Regions from separate parts of the Mus musculus genome. Here regions 1 and 3 are each linked to region 2. Evidence: chromatin contacts called from public HiChIP or PLAC-seq data. All regions are on one chromosome and are shown on one strand. Each heading gives the region's core, a stretch centred on a gene start, on an enhancer-like site or on the middle of the called end of the contact. The rest is flanking DNA. Distances are from core to core; before and after follow the strand shown.

The links. HiChIP or PLAC-seq counts read pairs in DNA pulled down with a chosen protein or histone mark.
Region 1: a contact with region 2 is called in an H3K4me3 HiChIP or PLAC-seq map of embryonic basal ganglia, with 4 times the contacts expected there. The contact joins two enhancer-like sites. A contact is called at or near these places in 1 of 484 Hi-C or Micro-C datasets (cortical neurons) and 9 of 115 datasets of contacts at active chromatin or transcription factors (SST interneurons, astrocytes, differentiating embryonic stem cells and 5 more).
Region 3: an H3K4me3 HiChIP or PLAC-seq map of embryonic basal ganglia shows a contact between it and region 2, with 4 times the contacts expected there. The contact joins two enhancer-like sites. A contact is called at or near these places in 1 of 15 datasets of contacts at CTCF or cohesin (pro-B cells), 3 of 484 Hi-C or Micro-C datasets (cortical neurons, myocytes and neural progenitor cells) and 1 of 115 datasets of contacts at active chromatin or transcription factors (embryonic basal ganglia).

The regions. Positions count from the first base shown.
Region 1 is chr12:117,344,194-117,346,893 of GRCm38.p6, reverse strand. No RefSeq gene overlaps it. Among named protein-coding and RNA genes, the nearest start is that of Gm5441, 8.5 kb to the right of the region's middle. Within about 2 kb of position 1,448, at least 94 of the 459 cell types and tissues checked have an H3K27ac peak or open chromatin away from gene starts, as enhancers often do. A contact at or near this core is called in SST interneurons, cortical neurons, embryonic basal ganglia and 2 more, where this site is marked.
Region 2 is chr12:116,918,769-116,921,468 of GRCm38.p6, reverse strand. All of the region lies in intron 11 of Ptprn2 (protein tyrosine phosphatase, receptor type, N polypeptide 2), which reads right to left. Among named protein-coding and RNA genes, the nearest start is that of Gm31336, 160 kb to the right of the region's middle. Within about 2 kb of position 1,323, at least 37 of the 459 cell types and tissues checked have an H3K27ac peak or open chromatin away from gene starts, as enhancers often do. A contact at or near this core is called in SST interneurons, cortical neurons, embryonic basal ganglia and 2 more, where this site is marked.
Region 3 is chr12:116,647,398-116,650,154 of GRCm38.p6, reverse strand. The region is part of intron 2 of Ptprn2 (protein tyrosine phosphatase, receptor type, N polypeptide 2); the gene reads right to left. Among named protein-coding and RNA genes, the nearest start is that of Gm31336, 110 kb to the left of the region's middle. Within about 2 kb of position 1,409, at least 10 of the 459 cell types and tissues checked have an H3K27ac peak or open chromatin away from gene starts, as enhancers often do. A contact at or near this core is called in embryonic basal ganglia, where this site is marked.

The DNA.
Region 1 (2,700 bases), core at 199-2,698, 430 kb before region 2:
GAAGGCAGCACAAAGGCGGGATGGTGTTCACTCAGGATCTGGGCAGACACAGAGAAAATCATGAACTCTTCTTTCTAGATCAGTGCCGCATCCCCAGAGCCCCAGCAGCCAGCATGCTACTCTGGAGGGCGTGTGCTGTGAAGAAAATGAAGGAATGCAAAGCGAGGTGGCATTCTCTTCACCTGGCAGAGATACTGTCACCAGAAGTGTGCCTGTAGTTGTCATATGTCAGCGGACCACCCTCAAGCTAAAGGCAAGAGTGATGTGTGTGATGTTTGAGAGCTCTATGCTGGTCTCAGTGGCTTGGAGTCCACTGTTGCATTGTGAGTAGTCATACTTTCTAGAGAACAATGTAGGTGACTAAATGCTGTACATCTAACCATGGCTCCATCAAAAAGTTGGGGACTGCGTGGCAACTGCTGTGACAAGGACCCTTTTTAAAGGCTAATAAAATAAAATAAAATGAGGCCTTCAAAAGCAAGGTTTGGGAGCCAGAGAGAGCTTAGCTTAGCTGTTAAGAGCACTAGCTCTTATTTCAGAAGACCCTGGCTTGAGTCCAGACATAGGTGTGGCAAGGCTCACATTCTCTACTGACCAAGCACTGACAGCTTTGAGGGTTCCTGTAACCCCAGAGGTGTCCCTCATGTGGCTTCTCAGGTTTCAGTGGCTCTGGTGGTGGCTTTCACACAGCTCATGGCTGTCAGTTGCTCTGATAATGTCTTCCATATATACCATCAATGGTGTTTCCCACATCACTTTGGAAGTTTCCAGTGGCTCTTCCAGCATCCTTGACTGTGCCGAATATAGAAGAAACACATTCTCCTCATAGAGCCACAGATCCCAAGATCAAGTGGTCAGAGTTCAGGGGATTTTCCATTTGATAGCAAGGGGGTCAAACAGCAGGTATGTCTAGAGCGCACCGCAAGTCTCATTCCAGATGGTGACTCTTCAGATGAAACAAGTGAGGACCGAGGGCGCCGTTTCCACTATGTTCACTCTAGTGCCACGGACTCCCTCACACTAGCTGTCAGGCACTCCTCGAATTATGCAGTTCTTGTAACAATTGACAGTGATGTGGTCTTTTAGTGACCCCCGTCTGTATACCGATGGGCGCCAGGCAGTGTGGCAGCTGGCAGGGCTCTTTCCAAACGCTACTTACTAGCTTCTTACCTTCTTAGCTAGAGTTTATGCAACTCAAATTCATATGCTTTCCCTCAGTCTCCCACCCACGCCTTTCCCAGTTTTCTCAAACCCACCTCCACTCTCAGCCTCCATCTTCCTTTATAACCCGGTGAACTTTGCCAGCCCTCCTGAGGAGCAAGAAGCCGCGCACCTCTCCCCTTCCTCTCCTCCCCCTGGTGGGCGGAGCAGCTCTGCTTCAGCTCCTGTTGCTATGACTCTGTTGCTAGGATCAGGCTGTCTCCATCCCCGGCAGGAAACATGTAATGAATTATGGATGGCTGATTCTCTCGGAGAGACCTGATCTGTAATGCAGATGAGCTCAAAGCACCCCCTTTTCTTCTGGTTTCTTAAGAAAAAAAAATCAGTTTTAAATCTGACGGAGCGCTGTCCAAGCCCCAGTTGCCCCTGGCAGTGGCTTCTGCTGAGATGGGTGCTGATTTTCATGCAAAGGGCCTGGGCCAAGCTCTGCTATTTGTGCTGAGGGCCTTGCAGGATTTTCTCTGGTCCTGTGACCCTGTGGGGCATGCTCGCTTTTCTCTCTCTTTTTGTGCTGAGAGGAGAAATGGAATATAAACACTAACATGACATTTTATACAAACACTAGACATGACATTTTCTAAGTGCATGGCCTCCTCCTGTGGGCACAGTGCAAGCACTGAAGGCCAGGTCTCAGGTTCATCCATTCTCTCTCTCTCTCTCTCTCTCTCTCTCTCTCTCTCTCTCTCCCTCATTTATAGCTCTCCCCGCACTCCCCCCCCCAACCCGGTTCCAGCCATCTTTGTGCACAGAAGCCCGCAACAGCGAGGGCAAGAGAGGGCCTGCATTGCAGGGTCACTGTCAGCATAGTGGCTTTGATGCTACCCCACTGCCCTGAGGTCACGGGTCAGAGGACAGAAGCTCTGTCCCCTACCCTTTCTCTTTCCAGCATCCAGAGTGTATGTCCATGAGCGTGGATGTCAGGAGGAAGTCTCAATGCCTATTGATCATTCCATGTGCCCTGTGGAGCAGCTCTGGGCTCCAGGATGGGTAGCAGTGTTGCTGTGGTACAGCTTGCTCAGAACTATTGGCAGGATTTTTGCATCGTGAAGAGGCAGCCAACACAATTTGGGAACGTCTTTGGTTTGCTCTGGAGAGATGTTCAGAGGGTAAAATGCACACAGGCGCTGGGTGTGGGATGTGAGACTGTACCTCCAGTACTGGAGTAGGAACTGGTATATCCCAGGGGCTCACTGGCCAGCCAGTCTACGAAAACAGTGACCTCTGGGATCAGTGAGAGACCATGTCTCAAAAAATAAGTTACTGGGGAAGGCAGGAGAGCCAACATCTGGGTTCCATATGTGCACATACATGCTTCCCACACCTGAGCGGATGGGGGAGAACATCAAAGCTAAAAGAGAGCTGGAGAGATGGCTCAGCAGGCAGGAGCACTGGCTGCTCTTGCAGAGGGCCTGCTTTCAATGCCCAGTAGCTGCCAACTGTCTTTAACTCCAGTTCTAGGGGATCTTCTGACCTCCGCAA
Region 2 (2,700 bases), core at 74-2,573:
AACAATGGTTCTTTAAATTAAAAAAAATAAAAAGAACAATATTAGAGTATAACAATACATAAAGAATAATACAGACATGGACAAAACCTTCAGCCTATTACACACCAAAAATACTTGTGGGAACTGTCTCCTTCAAGGTGCCTTTGGTCTGGTGTCCTCCAGCTTTATCATCATAAATAAAACAGCCTCAGCTTCAACTTTTCAATTTTAGTGTTTTACACGGCAAAAATCTCCATTGGAACCCTCTGCGAACTTCTCTGGTTACTGTTGGAGTCCCAGCCGTGTTCCAGGGAGGCTCGCAGACACTCCTCTGGAATCTTTTTCTTAAGCCCTCTGAGACTCATACCCTCTCAACTTGTCTGCAGTGGCTTCCAGAGTTCTGAGAACTGCACACCCTCCAAGGTACCGGGTCCTCACAGCCATCCCTTCTCTGTGGCAGTGTTTCAGGATCAGCAGGACCTGCTTTCTCTACAGAAGGGCCAGGTTCAGTTCAGGCCCAGGTCACTCCATCCCTTCTGCTAGCTCACCCTACCTGTTCCCCATCCAGGACTTGCTGAGTGCACTGGAAACTATGCCCTCACCCCACTCTGCACACACACACAAGCATGAGAATGCAAGTAGCCATCTGCAGTACCAGAGTCTCCAGCTCCATCATTTCGGTACCAGTTATGCGGGATCCTTGTCTTCACCACTGTCTCACTTGGAGTCCTTCACCTACCCACTGTTCTTCCAGATGCTCAGGTACAGGAAGCACGTGCCCAAGACCATGTGACTAACTCAACCCGGTATGAAGTGCCAGCACACTATAGGGGCTGGGGTGGCCTGGATGCTTGTGTCTCATTACCTTCTGACTAACGATAACAATGCCTGGCTTCCTGAGCATGCCAGAGAAACCAGAGGCTATCAATGCTACAGTGTGTGATGTGGGATTAAGGTGTGTGTGTGTGTGTGTGTGTGTGTGAATGCTGCCCTGCCTGGCCCCACAGAGCTCTGAGCTTGGCAGTTAATGCTCAAGGGTAAGACTTTGCTGGAGAAGTGTGGTTCCTTACTCTACCCATGTGAGAACCAGTATTAGAAAGACACAGTCTGCTCCCCAGCCGCCGCCCCATTCCGGTTAGGGTTAGACATGTACAGTGTATGGAGCCCCTTACTGTCTACGGTGTGAGGAGCACTGAGGACCTTTCTGTAGTAACTGCAAGTAAAAATTGCCGTCTGCTTCACGGATCTGAATTCCCATAGAACAGGATTTCCTCCATTGTGCCTTCCTGGCAGACACCTGCCCCTCCCTCTGGCATTCAATGACGCACGGCACTGATTATAAAGTGTCCCAGCTGGTAGCAAGTTCACTTCATCTTTCTTCGAGCACGCTTTTTATTCAGTTCACATAGGAATCCAATTAGCATATCATTGTGACTGATTAAATATGCCTCATGTAAATTTACACGTCAAAACACACACTGTACTTAAACAAGCAGGCCTGGCTGGCGCATCTGTAATGGCTCTGCAAGCTCATCTAGCACCCGCACAAAAGCCTGGATGGAAATGTACGGCAACTACCTGATGGCATTGGGCGTGGGAGGCAGGGGGCTCGTGCTTGAGGGATGGTGGATATAGACATTTGTCTCTCTTTGTCTCCGGCAAGAAGCTATTGACAAGGGAGGCCATCTGCGCAGGAGGCTGCCACGTCCAATTAGCTCATCAGGTGACGGAAATTTGGCCTCTGCTCCAGAAAGTCCCTGTGCACCCAAGTCGAGACTGTTTCAAAGCGATTGCATTATCTTAGACAGCAGGATTAAATTAATATGGCAAAGACTGCTACTGGAGGAAAATTTTTTTTTCAAAATGCGTGTTAATGTTTATTATGCATGGCATTATCAGGAGTGGTCTTCTTTGACACGCTATTTAATTCATCCTTCATTCAAACCTCTCTTTAGAAAAGAGCAAAAGACCCACCTATGAATATTGGATTGGGAAAGTTAAAGAAAAATAGAAAGCTTTAATTGGATTTCTTAGAAAGCAGTGACTGTGACTTTATGGATGACTTCATGGGATGTGAACGTCTACAGCCTCTGCAATGGCCTCCAGGGGAAGCAAAGGTTTCCTGCTCGTCATTACTCTGCCCTTGCATGTGCCCGCTTGCATGTGACAAGTGGCAGTCATTCGCCACCTTTCGAGCCCTCTGCTTTCTCTGAGGCCATGATGTGCTTGGCTATTTACATTAAGAATGACTCACAGGGTTTTGTGCACATTTTTGCCTGAAGAGACTTAGATCTGCATCTCAACTGGGCTCCATCCCTGTGTTATCTTCCTGGGGACAGAAGAAGACTCCACGCTACCTGGATCCCAAGCCAATCTCTCCAGTTCCTAGAAACTAGCCTACAGGCTACTGTGCACACCAACATCTCTTGGTGGGGGTTATCTTCTCCATCTCTAGTGGTGTCAGTATGAGTGGGTTACATTAACTCAGCTGTGATGGTTTTGAGTCTGGGAGACCTTCAGGTACCCATGAAGGATATTCAAAGGCAAACTTTGCACTACTGAATGCCAAGATGGGATTGAAAAGCAAAGGAAACTATACAAAACCCTTTCAACTAGAGTAGACAGGAACAAGAAACTGACAGGACATGGAGAGCCTGCAGCCGAGTCCAGGTGGGTTGCTGCAGCAGAGGCGCCTCTTGACATTCAGCAGAGAATAGAAAA
Region 3 (2,757 bases), core at 160-2,659, 270 kb after region 2:
AAGAAGCCTGCAGAATCTCCCTTAAGCCTATCAGTGGTCTCAACCTATTAAGGTCAGAGTTGTTCTCCTATCTTCGATGATTTAGCCAAAATAACTGAAGTCACTTAAAAATAATCAGGCAACCTCTTCCAGGGCCTTTGAGGCCTTTGGGGTCTTTGGGGCCTTTGGGGATAGTGTCTTGGGCTGCTATGTAGTCGTACATTATAGGCCTTGGGGGCAGTGCAGGACTTGGGGGCTAAGGGGTCAGACACCTAGAATAGCTACAAATTCTTCCTGTACTGCTTTATATGTGGCATGTGGAGTCAGGAACACCCTAGCCAACGGGCTTCTCCAATACAAGATTAAATCAATCAATCAATCAATCAATCAATCAGGGGTCAGAGAGATGGCTCAGTGGGCAAAAATACTTGCTACACAAACTTGACAACCTGAACTCGATCCTCAGAACCCATGGTAGGAGGAAAGACCAACTTCTGAAAGCTGTCCTTGTATCTACTCCAAGTGTGTGTGTGTGTGTGTGTGTGTGTGTGTGTGTGTGTGTGTGTGTGTGTGTCTCCCTCTCTCTCTCTCTCTCTCTCTCTCTCTCTCTCTCTCTCTCTCTCCCTCTCCATCTCTCTCTCTCTCTCTCTCTCTCTCACACACACACACACACACACACACACACACAAGAGATATAACAGCACATAGTAGTCTCATTCCTACAAAGAGTACAACCTGAGCCCTTTTATAAAGATCAGCTTTGCCCAATATGATTTGGAGTACCTAGCCAAGCATGGTTTGGTTTTCTATTGCATCCTAGAGTTAGATCATAAGGAACCAGTTCAAGCTCCATAGACTATGTACCACAGCCTGCAGGAACATAGCTTCTGACTATTATACAGGTGATGCATATTTGTGATTTTGGTAAATCTGCCTGCCAACACCTTTGGAGTTAATATGTGGTACTGTGTAGTGGATACACCCGACCCTGTAGTGTCTAATTTCACACAGTGAAGCATAACACATAGCAGGCCACACCTGGCTATCCCAGTGAACTAGCATGATGTCATCAAGTCCTTCCAGCTTCAAGACATCAACAGATCGGAAGGTAGTCCCACGGCAGCACCATGCTACCACAACCAGCATACCTGCCAAGATACTGTGTGCTGTCTAGTCTTTGTGGGATTCACCTCCAGCTTTATTCCCCACACACTGGATTGGTTGGCTGGTAGGGGGCACTGTGGAGTAAAACAAAAGTCTCTTTTGTTTCCCTGATGCCTTGGGCAATGACGCTAACCAGGATCAGTCAGGCTGGGGCTTCAGCAGCCCTCAATATCAGATGCATTTATTTATGTTGGCTGCTTGCTTGATCTCATTTCATCCCACATGGTCTCTTACTCATGGTGCTTGTGCCCCCTGCTGGGAGACTTAGGTAGAAACACTAGGCACCATTTAGCCAAGTACCAGAGCAGACACTGGGGACTTCTTTGAGGAACAGTAGTTCAATGTAGTCACATCACCTCTATCCTAGGGACTTCACCATCCCCCAGAACTTGGTGTGTTCCCCCTACTGCCTCCAGTATCCATTTACCCAAGAGTCCTAGATCCATGTCACAGGTCTCCAGATCCTATATCTCTAAGATTCCCAGATGCATACCCTAAACTAACAACCTCAGCAATGCAGGCCCCTCTGCCTGATAGGCCCCTCTGCAATGGCTCAAGTGGCCACAAAGGATGCCTGGGTTAAAGGAAACTCTGTGAACCATAGCTTAGTCCAGACCTTACCTATTCAGGTCACTGAGGCCACTGAATGCAGCTGCTCTGTGCCTAGGCTCTATAGAAATTTCTGTCTCAATGTCATACCTAACAGGGACACAGCATACAGCTATGAGGACATGGTCACTGCTCCTAACTGGCAAGTAACACACACACACACACACACACACACACACACACACACACCTTTGCCACTGGGCAGAAGGATCTGCCTGCTGTGTTATGGGGTGGCTTGCAGGTACATGGGAAGACTTAGACTCGTGAGACTTGGGAATACCTTTCCAACAGTAAAGCAGCATACCCTACACTAAGATCATAAATAATAGTCTCAAAGAGAACCCCCACATCTGAGACTTGTGGTGTGTTTCATGGAGAGAAGGGAAGCTTACCCTGGAACACACTAGGGTCCTGTCATACGCCCATGCTTGTGAGTAAGCCCAATGAACTCATCAGTTACTTCAGGTGGGAACTGGGAGGGGTGGGGCTTCAGTGGAACTGAGCTTTGGTTTGTCCTTGTGACCATAGAAGAGGAATGCTGCCTAGTGACCTCTAGGTCCCCAAGGAGAAAATTCTCCCGGACAACTCTTCCCCAGCCAGGTGGACACAGATTTAGAGCAGCCTTCGAGGGTCTCTTCATCCAGTCACACTCCTGGGTAGCTACTTATCTACTCGTAGTGCCAACAACTATCCAAAATTTGTGTCCTGCTCTGCTTATTCACACACCTTTGGAACCCCCCAACCCCTGCTCACAAAGCAGCCACACAGTTGCAGAACAGATGCAGAAAAAGGGAGCCTGGTTTGAGACTTTAGTTCTAGAATTATACCATGGCTTGGGTTTTTGGGTTTTTTTTGTTTGTTTTTGTTTTGTTCTGTCTTTTTTTCTTTTTCTTTTTTTCTGCAGACAGTCATCAGATGGGAGCCTGAGACCAGAGGCAAATGACTCTACTTCCCTCAGCTACAAGATGGGAGTAAATATCGTTCACATAGGACAGTGTCTAGTCT